Regions from separate parts of the Capra hircus genome. Here region 2 is linked to region 1. A link is a contact called in public Hi-C data. All regions are on one chromosome and are shown on one strand. The core of a region is the stretch at or near the end of the contact, and the rest is flanking DNA. Distances in the headings are between cores, read along the strand shown.

Region 1 (5,519 bases), core at 1,889-4,388:
CAAAGGCATGGCACTGGGATGGGAGTAGAGAAGGGGGCACATTCAAGGTAAACTGAGAAAGCGGTGGACTCAGAGACCTATGGATGCATATGGTCAGATTCTTCTTCTGGCCCCAGTGCCCTGAGGTCAGTCCTCATCTCCTCACTACCCATGAGACAAGAAGAGGGCCCGGGCTCTCTCCCTGGGAGCTGCTGACTGAGAGCATCTCCAACCTGTCCTAGGGCTGAAGGAGTATCCACATGAGTCCTCAGCGTCGTAAGAGGGAATTCTAAAGGACACTTTGAGCTGAATCCCTCGCAGACACTCAGGATGCTTGGGTGCTGCAGACACAGCTTCAGCTATTTTAGGCGTTAACTAGATTCTTCTCATGGGCTTGGAATCCATTCATTTGATGGGGGATAAGTCTGAGTTTCAAGGCCCTGGCTGACCCATTCTGATGCTAGCAACTGTGCATGCTTAGCTGAATCTATCTTCAGATTTATTTCTGCATATACTAAAGGCTCATAATTTGGGTTTGCTCATGGAAATATGTTGGGTGGCTAACTCTTAATGATTCATTCTCACATTGTGCCCATGTGCCCGCTGGTGTGTTCCGTAAGTGCCTGGGGAGGAACGCTCCCTAATTACACGCTGCAGAAGGCATTGTTTGTGTGGCCCTTTCATCACCAATTGATGTTTTCTTTATCATTTATCTGAAGCCACTCTGAACAACAACCACCCTATGGTGAATGACTACCCACAAAACCCCTGGCATGTGCAAACAGCTTGCTTGCATTAGCTATAAACTAGACATTATTTTATCCATATCATCTTGATAAAGTTGATGAGGGTTGGTTTTGGTTCCTCTTCCTGCTTCATGAATCATTTATAGATTTTCCTGCCAGGCTAACTTCAATCCACTCACGTGTTGAGGGTGTAAAACTGCAGCTTTCCTACAGATCCATCAGTTTAGGTTATATATTGACATAGCAAGGGCAAGTCCTTGGATTTTGCAGTGTTGCAATGATTCTGCAATGTTGATTCTGCAATGATGGCCAGGTTTAGTAATGACGACTCCTCTTCAGCTTCCTTTAAGAATAAATCTAACTGGGATTTATCTGGTGGTGCAGTAATTAAGATTCCACACTCCCAATGCTGGGGCAGGGGTTCGATACCTGGTCCAGAAACTAAGATCTTGCAAGTCACATGGGGTGGCCAAAAATTAAATAAATAGTCACTGTTCTTTTGGTTGCAGGTTGTGGGAGTAATATATTAAAAAAAAAAATTCTCCCAGATTCACAGTTTAGTTTATAACATGATCAAGAAATGGGGTCTTTCCTCTGAGCTCTTCAAAAGTATGAATGCTAAAAGTAATACAGTGCTAACAATACATTTCTTGCTTTTAACTTTTTTGGCTTTATTGAGATACATTTTACATTTCTTGTTAAAAAAATTTTTTTTTTACTGTTTTTAATTTAAAAAACCTATTTATTTATTTGGCCGCGAGAGATCTTAGCTGTAGTATGCACAATCTTTAGCTGTGGCATGTGGGATCTAGTTTCCTGACCAGGGATTGAACCTGGGTCCCCTGCGTTTGGAGGGTGGAGTGTTAGCCACTGTGATCACCAGAAAAGTCCCACATGTATTACATTGTCACTTTACATAGTTTGTGCATAATGCTTCTCAAACCCCGGAAGCTTCTATTCGTTACATTGGCCTCCTTGCGTTTTAGAGTTTAGTATTTTCACAGTGAAAAAGGCTGATCATATAATTATATATTTATATAACTAGGGCTGGACGCACTTCTCCTCATCCTCCTTCTTCAAACATAAAAATCCTTCTTAGCTTGAGGTCTGTTCAAAGATAAGCAATGGCCCCAGTGTGGTCAGGCAGAAAAGGAAAAAAAGACAAAAAAGAATCCCATGACATTCTTTCATTTCTCTAATTTTTTTCTGCTTTCCCCAAACATGAGTCACACAGATATGTGCTTTTTCTGTGGCTGTGATCAGTTCATCTTGCATTCTGCTCTTTTAAAACTGAATGTACTCTGTGTGCTGACAGCTCGCATTCTTGGGATCGCCTACATTTGCAGCTCCTCTGAGGTGGAGACTCTCCCTGCCATGTAATTGGACTTCCTTTTGTCCCTAGATACCTGCTGTATTTGCCCTAGGTAAATATTTCCCTAGTTCTGAATAGGTAATTAAAATTCTGAACCTTTTATGGCCCTGGATCCTTATCTGTTTGAACAACACTCACCTAGGTGGATGGCCAAGGTATGTGAGTTAAAGATGACCTGGATGCAAAGGAACCCGGGGGACTCAGCAGTGGGGGAGAGGGGAGGCAAGAGGCTCGCCACCCCCAAGGAGGCCCCACCCTCTACCAAGAATCTCTGCTGGAATTGTCAGTTCCCCTGACTGGCTCTGGAATTTTTACAATCACAGGCCCTCCTTTGTGGCAGATAGGGAGGGGTGAGATGGCTATAGTCCGGGGGTGTGTGTGTGTGTCTGCATAAGCCGGCACGTAGGTGCATATTTTGGGGGGGTAGGTGGACATTTTTCATCAGTGTCATTTCAGTTAATAGCTCAGGAAATTCCTGCCTTTGGGATCCTACTCTCTACTGTAGGGCAGGGGTTGGGGGTCTGGCTTTGAATCTGGATTGTGTGAGGAAGAAATAAGAAATTGCAGAAATGCTTGCCAGGGAGTAAGCAATCAATAAAATTAATTATTAGGTTACTTGAGATGTTAAAAAAGGTGGACGGAGGTCAGAGGACCCGCTCCGCTAGCGCCCGAGGCTCCTCTGTACCTTCCGGACCATCTCACGTTCTAGATTCTGCTGGACTGGCCCTCGCAATTGTTCGGGAAGGGAATTATTACTAATTCCAAAAGAGCTGACACATGCCTGGCAGGGTTCAGCGGGCAGCAGTTTTGTAAGACTGCCCCTGTTTTTCCTCAGAATTCTTATTAAGAAAAAAAAAAAAAAACCAACCCTGAAAAATCAAGTTAAAGCAATCACAGATGATACCAAAAAAAAAAAAAAAAAACAACAACCCAAACACCAAACCTAGAAAGGAACTGCACTTCATCATGCGTCCCGCGGATTGAGCCAGGCTGCGTGGAGCTGCAAGGCTCAGAAGCCCCGACCTGGACACCTTGGTCGACACTGCCCCCTAGTGGCCATGGTGGCGCCTGCTGCTGAAGGCGCGGAAGGCGCGTCCCCGAGGGACCACGTAGCTTCTTGGAAAAATCTGAACCGAAGAGGTTTCTCTCTGCAACCCTCTCGTTCTGTGACCTCTGCGGATGCCCTCTCCATTCCCGCTTTCCCTGTGCGCGTCCTCCCCTTTCATTCAGTATCTGGGGATGGTGTGGCCGGGTCAGGGACTGATTGCCCTGGGACAAGGGGTGTTTGGAGGGTGTTTATATCCACATGGGACCCACGTTTCGGATGAGTTCTAGTCTTTGCCTATTTTGCTCTAGGGCGATTTTTTTTTTCTTTTGGGGGGGCGCACCAGAGGGCATGTGGGATCTTAGTTTCCCGACCAGGAATGGAACCGGCGTCCCCCGCATTGGAGGCATCAAGTCTTTTTTTTTTAAATAAATAAATATTTATTTATTTTAATAAATATATTTATTTGGCTGTGCAGGTCTTAGTGGTGGCACGTGGGATCTTTGGTCCTTGCTATGGCGTGTGGAATCTTTTATCTGTGGCATGCAAACTTTTAGATGTGGCATGTGGGGGTCTAGACAGTTCCCTAACCAAGGATGGAACCCAGGCCACCTGCATTGGGAACTCAGAGTTTTAGCCATTGAACCACCAGGGAAGTCCTTAGGGTGAATTTTTACAGCAATTGTCAACAGTTTCCAGCAGTTAATGCTGTGTGGCCTGTGCAAAGGCCCTGAGGTAGGAACAGGCTTGGTGGCTTGTTCTTAAAAAAACAAAAAGAACTGCAGGCCAGCAGGGTGGACTGCAGAGAGGGAGTGAGCAGTGGGAAGGATGGGAGATGAGAACCCGTGATGGGTGCATTCTGGATTTGCAGTTGATGAGAAGAGTGTGGGGAAGCTTCCAAGAGCTGGACTTGATTGGAGTGGGGGAGAGGCTGTGAAAGGGGGTTTTCATTTGATAACTGGGTCTGTCCTTACTGTAGAGAGCAGACTGCAGGGCACTTGAGTGTGAGCTGGGAGGCAGTTAGGAGCCCTCCTCCCCCAGGTTGTGCAGGTGAGGGGGTGGGTGGGGCCCAGGGTGGCTCTGTAGGCAGGCAGGCGGTTCTCAGAGGTGTTTGCGGGTGACTTGCTTGGCTGGGCATGACAGTGCTGGAGAGGGACGGGTCGAGACTGCCCCTTGGCTTCAGGCCAGAGCAGCTGGGAGGCTAAAGATGGAATTTACAGAGGCTGGAAAGAGAGAGGAGGGAGGGGGGAATCAGATTTCTCTTGGACAAGAGGAGACTGAGATATTGGGTGGATGGTAGGACATAAGGGGAGGAGGTCTGGCCTGTTTGCTGGCAGGTGAGAGATACCTAGAGCTAAGGTTCTTCAGAAGGTTCTGCATTTTCTCCTGGGGCCCAAGGGCAGGGCTCCAGGGTGCCACAGGGAGGGCAAGGGTGCGGGAAGGAGCCTGGGCAGCCTTCCCATGGTCCCCTCCGTGCCCCTGCCTGATCGTCCTCCTGTTTCCCCTCTGCCTCTGGCTGCCTCCCCCATCTCCTCCAGTCCCTCCTGTCTCTGCTCAGACCTTGAGCCAGGGGTTCCTGGGCTGGCCTGTCCACGCTACTCTTTTTTTTTTTTTAATATTTATTTGGCTGCCTCAGATCTTAGTTGCTCTGCAGCCTTTGAGATCTTGGTTCCCTGACCAGGGATGGACCCTGCATCCCCTGCTTTGCGAGGCAGATTCTTAACCACTGGACCACCAGGAAATCCCATGTCCATGCCCCTCTTGCTTACGTCACTCCCTTTTTTTCTTTTTTCCAAACGAATTTTACCTGTGTATTTATTTTTGTCTGCGCTAGATCTTCTTTGCTGCGAGGGTTTGCCTCTAGCCGTGGAGCTTGGAATTCTCGTTGCAGTGGCTCCTCTTGTTACAGAGTGCAGGCTCTAGGGCACGTGGGCTTGGTAGTTGTGGCTCCTGGGCTCTAGAGCGCGCGTTCAACATTTGGGGTGCATGGGCTTAGTTACCTTGCAGCATGTGGGATCTTTCGGGATCAGGGGTTGAACCCGTGTCTCCTGCATTGACAGGCAGATTCTTTACCACTGAGCCACCAGGGGAGCCTCCTCCCTTCATTTCTTTCATGCTTTTAGCACGGGTTTACCTATCTGTCTGTCTGCTTCTTAACTGTTGATTTTTGGGGGGCTGGCGATCTTCCCCATCAGGTCACTAGCTCCCTGTGACCAGAGGCCGCCGTCGTCTTCACTCTGCTCTACTTGGGCCTCAGTGCGCTTGTGCACTGAGAAATCGCTTCATGCATATTTGCTGGGTTGTGAAATCTGCTCCTGGCTTCCTCAGAGCCCCGAGCGCCACCATGAACACGTGGCAAGTGCCAGTAAATACCTGG
Region 2 (5,981 bases), core at 2,320-4,819, 210 kb before region 1:
TAAGGTAAGGGACCCAGAAGGACAGAGTTACTGTGGGAGAGCTGGCTAGGGAAATGGTGAGTGCTTCCCGCACTCTGCTAATTAGTAATGTAAGTGAAGGCAGGCTGGGCCCGAGGGGATGGCCTCACGGGGACAAAGAGGCCTGAGTCACAGATGGCCCAGTTGGCAACATGATGGTTCACTTTTGGAAAAGAAACATGACACAGCTTTTCTCAAACAGTGATTCAGGAGTGTAGACACTGAAGATCTCAGAAGTGGGAGGGATCCACCTACCAGAAGGGGGCAGCAGGTTCTTGGGAAGAGGGAGATTTGAGAGGCCTGTTCTGATAGCGGAGGAAATTGTATTTGGAAGGGTAGCCGGGAGGTGGGACAGGGACAATGCAATTAAAAATTTTTTTTGAAAGAGATGCCGTCCACCTTGGGCAGGTACTGATGTATGGACAGCCTTACCGCGTTACTTTAGAGCTTGAGCTGCCAGAGTCTCCTGTGAATCAAGATTTGGGCATGTTCTTGGTCACCATCTCGTGCTACACCAGAGGCGGCCGAATCATCTCCACCTCTTCACGCTCCGTGAGTGTTCGTGGCCTGTCTAGGAGGTTGTGGAGAATGATAACAGATGTCAGAGTATCTGGGTGGGGCTTCAGGAGAAAACATTCTGAGGTCTGAGACACAGACACGGCATCGCAAGAGGTGTCAGTTCACCAAACCAGATAGATGACCCTTCCTGCCCACCCCGCCCCCGCCCCCCCGCTGCCAGACATCTGATGAGCACATCCATCTTTGAGTGGAGCCGCCCTGAAAATGGGCTTTTTTGGAGCCAAACAGACCAGGCTTCAAGTCCTCACTCAGAAACATACTAGCAGAGGGCCAACTTACTTAACCCCTTGAAGCAAATATAGTAGTAGTAACTCCCTCATAGCGAGACTGGTTTGGATTCCATGAGGAAATAGTGGGTGTTTAATAAATGCTGGACTCCGTTCTTAATTGTCAACAGAACCGTCTCATAAAGCAAATTCCTGAATGTCCACTTGCGAGAAGAAAGCCTCAGATGGTACACTGGTCTAGATTATAGCACCGTTCTGGGGAAAGGTAGATGACAGATGGGGTGGGGCTTCACCTGGGAGGCTTTCTTAGAAGAGGAGACTTGTATTGGAATAGAGACGTGGTTGGGAAGGGCAGGGCAGGGATGTCTTGAAACTTTCGCAATGATGGGATCGAGACTTGGGGCATGGTAGGAAGTGAGAGGGACTAGGAGACCTAAGGAAGAAGCTGCCTTCATGCCCTGCTCAGGGGTGGCTTTGAGGGTAGGCACCCATGCCCAGCCTCTACTCCCTGTTCAGGAGTGGTTTTGAGGGTGAGCGCCCGTCCCCAGCCTCCCTTCCCTGGCCCTGGCAGGTGATGCTACATTACCGCTCAAGCCTGCTCCAGATGCTCGACACACTGGTCTTCTCGAGCCTCCTGCTGTTTGGCTTTGCGGAGCAGAAGCAGCTCTTGGAGGTGGAGCTATACCCAGAATACAGAGAGAACTCGGTAAGGAGAGGAGAGGAGGACAGGAGACAGCCCTCCCCACAAACCCAGAATCTTCCCCGAGGAGCTCCCGGGCTTGGGCAGGAGGGACTGCGGTGGAGGCTGGCAGCGGGCCTCAGACTGGGCTGGCACGAGTGGCAGCAGGGTTCTGGCCTGATGTGCTGCCGCCCCTGCCCTCCTGCCCGCAGTATGTGCCAACCACCGGAGCCATTATCGAGATCCACAGCAAGCGCATCCAGATGTACGGAGCCTACCTCCGCATCCACGCCCACTTCACTGGGCTCAGGTGAGGCAGTGCCCACGTGGGCTGGGCAGCTCTCCTGGGGCTGTCCTTAAGAGGGTCCTAAGCAGAGGTGACAGATTTTACCTGGGCTACAGGTTTTCAGCCCTGGCTGGACAGGCTCCTATCAGGAGCCTGGGGAACTTTTAGAAAATTACCAATGCCTGGGCCCCGCCCTCAAGACTAGGATTTGTTACGGTCATATCTGGCTGCCAGACTTTTTAAAAAAATATTTATTTACTTGGCTGTGGCAGCTTTCAGTTGCAACTTGTGGGATCTCATTCCCTGACCAGGGATCAAACCCAGGCCCCCTGCTTTGGGAGTGGAGTATTAGTCATCGGACCTTAGATAGGGAAGTCCCCAGCCATGAGACTTTCTGAAAGCACCCCGGGGGAGACCATGTACAGTCAGAGTGGAGAAACATTCTCTTGAACCACTGGCTCAGTGCGCAGGAGGCAGAGGGTGGAGACCAGCTCTCGCCAAGCTCTGGTGAACTGCCCTAGAAATTACTTCTGAGAAATGAGAAGGCTGGCACTCCCTGGTAGCTGCTACTCCCCTCCTGCCTACTCCCTGCCTCAGGTACCTGCTGTACAACTTCCCGATGACCTGCGCCTTCGTTGGTGTCGCCAGCAACTTCACCTTCCTCAGCGTCATTGTGCTCTTCAGCTACATGCAGTGGGTGTGGGGGGGCATCTGGCCCCGACAGCGCCTCTCTTTGCAGGTCTCAAAGGACCCCTTCCTCTCCCCTTCATGGTTCTTCTTTGGGGAGTGGGCCGGGGCGTGTTGGGGGCTGGGGCAGAAGGGCCCAGTCATTCTGGTGAGGGAAGGCAGTCCTTGCTGCTCAGGAGTTTCCCCTCCACAGGTAAACATCCGAAACCGAAAACGTTCCCGCAAGGAAGTCCAGCGAAAGATCTCTGCCCATCAGCCAGGTAGAGGTGATGGCTGGGGGCTGGGTGAGGGGGGCCTCCTGCACCATCCAGAATGAAGCTTTAGGTGCTCGCCTACTAAGCTGAAGGTCAAGAGAAAGGTGGAATAGGGTGAAGTTGGCACTGCCATCCAGGCACAGCCACCCTAGTCCTGCCCTGTTCTCTACCCCCTTTGGAGGCACAGGGCCCCAAGGCCAGGAGGAGTCCCCCCAGCTGTCACCCGTTACAGAGGACGGTGAGAGCCACGCGAATCCCCCTGGGACAGGTACGGTGCAGCTGCCCGACCCCCTTCCTGACTACTCCTCAGTCCTCCCCTTTAGCCTCCTCCAGACTGACCTCTGCCTTCCCCACTGGGGCTGCAGAAGGCCAGCTGTCTGAGGAGGAGAAAACAGATCAACAGCCCCTGAGTGGCGAGGAGGAGCTGGAGCCCGAGGCCAGTGATGGTGAGGGACCCTGTGCGGTGGGAACAGGTGGCGGGGGGAGCATGTGAGCAGGGCGGAGGCCACCCTGGGTGGGGGCGGGGGTCCCTGGTCTGGAATTTCCCCTTTGGGATTTGGTTTTCTCTCCCCTGGCCCAGGTTCAGGCTCCTGGGAAGATGCAGCTCTGCTGACGGAGGCCAACCTGGCTGCCTCTGGCTCTGCCCCTGCCCCAGAGACCGTGGGCAGCTCGGAGCCCTCTGCGGGCTCTGTCCGACAGCGCCCCATCTGCTCCAGCTCCTGAAGCGAGTAGGGCCCGAGTCCCCACATTCTGGCCCTTTCCCACCTGCTCCCTTTCTCTCTCTGGGGCTCCCCCAATAATAAACTATTTTCATGCCAGCTGCCTCCCTGACTCTGAAGTGGATTCAGGGTCATTTAAAAACCTGGTGTTCCCCAGGCATTCCCCGCCCTGACCGGAGGAGGTTTTCTTGTCAGGGGCCACAGATACAGAAGACCTCCAGGCCCTGGACTATTTTAGGCACAGCTGTTTTCATTCATCAGCCTGGAAGTCAGGGAGTGAAAACCTGCCCACTCAGTCCTCTCCCTCTGGGGAGGGGGATAGCAGAGGGTGGGGCTGCAAAGCTGGAGTACATCATTCTGGCCTCCGCACCCCTCCCTTTCTCAGTCCATGGAGAGGCAGAAGACAGGAAATGACTGCCATGGATGTGGTATGATTTTTTACCAGAACAGCATTTCGTGGCCCAGACCCCATGCTGTCCGTAGCTGTTTTCCTCTCTGATACCAGCCAGGTGGCCCATCCCTTTTGCTCCCCTCCTCACCCCTTCACATGACTTCAGCCTTTGGATTCTCAGCCCTTGGCTGCTTTCCACATTCCGCTGCTCTTTCAGAACCCAGGCATCCCGACCTCCAGCTGAAACCGCTGCATGTGGCTTCCCCCACCCCTGGCCCCGTGACTCAGGCCTTCTGAAGGGACCAGCCCTCTTCTTGGCACTCACCAGGGAGGGGAGCAGGGGAAGGGGGGCCAGGTGGTGACATCACAGTCGAGGGGTATAAAAGCTTTGGGCCAAAACAGAATTGAAATTGAAGACACCGACAGAACGTGACCGCACAGCCTGTGTTCCAGGGGGACCTCTTAGGAGCCCCAGCTTGCTACTCGCCGCATCAAGGCCTACCTGCTGGTAAGGGGGTGCCTATGAGATAGACGTGTGGAGGGCAGGCAGGGACCAGGCCTTCGACAGGTGGGGAGGGAGGGCTCCAGGGCCTCTGTGTCCCCTCTCTTCTCCGTTCTATCTCCTTTCTGGCTCTCTGCATGTGTCGCTGACTAGCTGGTTGCTCTGGGTGGCAGCTGGTAACCATTCCACCTTCCTCACCCAGGCGGTGTAAATCATTTCCTCCTCTTCTCTGCCCCAGCTCCCCCCAGCACTGTTTATTCATTAACTGTTTCCAGCGCTTCACACGTTGCCGATCGCACCTCTCTCTGTCGGCCCAGACCATATTTCATTCTTTTCCCCAAAACCAAGCACATAAGCTGTTCAGAAGCTGGACGGACACATGGGTGTGTCACGGTCATTCCCACCTCTTGCTTGTTCTCCCGGTTCCCGGTCCTGTTTCCCTTTGCTTACAGGTTTTGGTGAGGGACGGGGCCCCTGCAGGGTCTGGGGGCTAAAGAGCCTTTACCCTTCTCTTCCAGATTCCATGCCGCGCTCTCCCTGCCTTCTGTGGCTCCTTGCTGTCACCTTCTCCCTGGTTCCCAGAACGCAGCCCTTGGTGGCCGGAGACTTGGAAGGAGACGAGCAAGATGAGACACCTTTGCCGGCCGTCCCCTGTGATTACGACCACTGCCGCCACCTGCAGGTGCCCTGCCAGGAGCTGCAGAGGGCCGGCCCGGCAGCCTGCCTGTGCCCCAGCCTCTCCAGCGCCCTGCAGCCACCGCACCCGCCACGCCTGGGGGAAGTGCGCGTGGAGGCCGAGACGGGCCGCGCCGAGGTGCACTGGTGCGCCCCCTCCTCCCCGGTCCACCAGTACTGGCTGCTGCTTTGGGAAGGCAGCGGGGCTCCACAGAGGGGGCCCAGCTTCAACTCGACGGTCCGCCGAGCGGAGCTGAAGGGCCTGAAGCCTGGGGTCGCATACGTTGTCTGCGTGGTGGCCGCCAACGACGCGGGAGAGAGCCGCGCTCCCGGGCCCGGGGCGGAGGGCCTCGACGGGGCGGAGGGCCCCAACTTAGGGCCCTGCGGCCGGCTGACCGTGCCGCCGCGGCCACTCACTCTGCTGCACGCGGCCGTGGGCGTGGGCTCGGCGCTGGCCCTGCTCAGCTGCTCCGCCCTGGTCTGGCACTTCTGCCTACGCCAGCGCTGGGGCTGCCCCCGCCGAGGCCGCCCCAGCCACGCAGGGCTTTGAGGCTGCCCAGTCTCCCCCTGGGGAGACGACGGCCCACGAAGGCCAGACCAAGGATGGCACAGAAGGCGGGGCGCTGGGCCCTTGCTGAGTGGGTTCATGCCCCAAACTTAACACTCTCCTCCGAAGCTGAGGTTTAGAAGGAGTAGAGAAAGCTGACAAGATCTTTTCTTAATGGACCAGATAGTAATTTAGGCTTTGTGGTTCCAGGGGATAAGATCACAGATATTGTGTAGGTACTTCCATAACCATGTAACCGTTTAAAAATGGTTCTTAGCTCGTGGGCCTCACAAATCAGTCCACAGCCGGGTTCCACGTGTGGGCGCCATCACTGTGGTGGCTTCCCGCAGGGTTTTGAGAATCAGCTGCTCTGGGAATGGGAGTTTGGGGCTAGAGACCACACCTCACCTGCTGCCT

Evidence for each region. A called contact is a pair of places that touch in the nucleus more often than the background predicts.
Region 2: a contact with region 1 is called in a Hi-C map of blood, with 2.3 times the contacts expected there. The contact joins the promoter of LRRN4CL here to the enhancer-like site in region 1. A contact is called at or near these places in 2 of 5 Hi-C or Micro-C datasets (both in blood).

The regions. Positions count from the first base shown.
Region 1 is chr29:41,134,445-41,139,963 of ARS1.2, reverse strand. No RefSeq gene overlaps it. Among named protein-coding and RNA genes, the nearest start is that of ASRGL1, 57 kb to the right of the region's middle. Within about 2 kb of position 3,138, at least 4 of the 5 cell types and tissues checked have an H3K27ac peak or open chromatin away from gene starts, as enhancers often do.
Region 2 is chr29:41,345,032-41,351,012 of ARS1.2, reverse strand. It overlaps LRRN4CL (LRRN4 C-terminal-like protein), which reads left to right and starts at 3,569. Exons shown (of 2, transcript XM_018042989.1): 1 at 3,569-4,348; 2 at 4,861-5,981. The coding sequence starts at 4,866. The coding sequence ends at 5,567. BSCL2 (seipin) reads left to right here. Exons shown (of 12, transcript XM_018042984.1): 5 at 427-570; 6 at 1,396-1,530; 7 at 1,716-1,813; 8 at 2,387-2,528; 9 at 2,670-2,736; 10 at 2,909-2,998; 11 at 3,096-3,176; 12 at 3,311-3,553. The coding sequence ends at 3,453.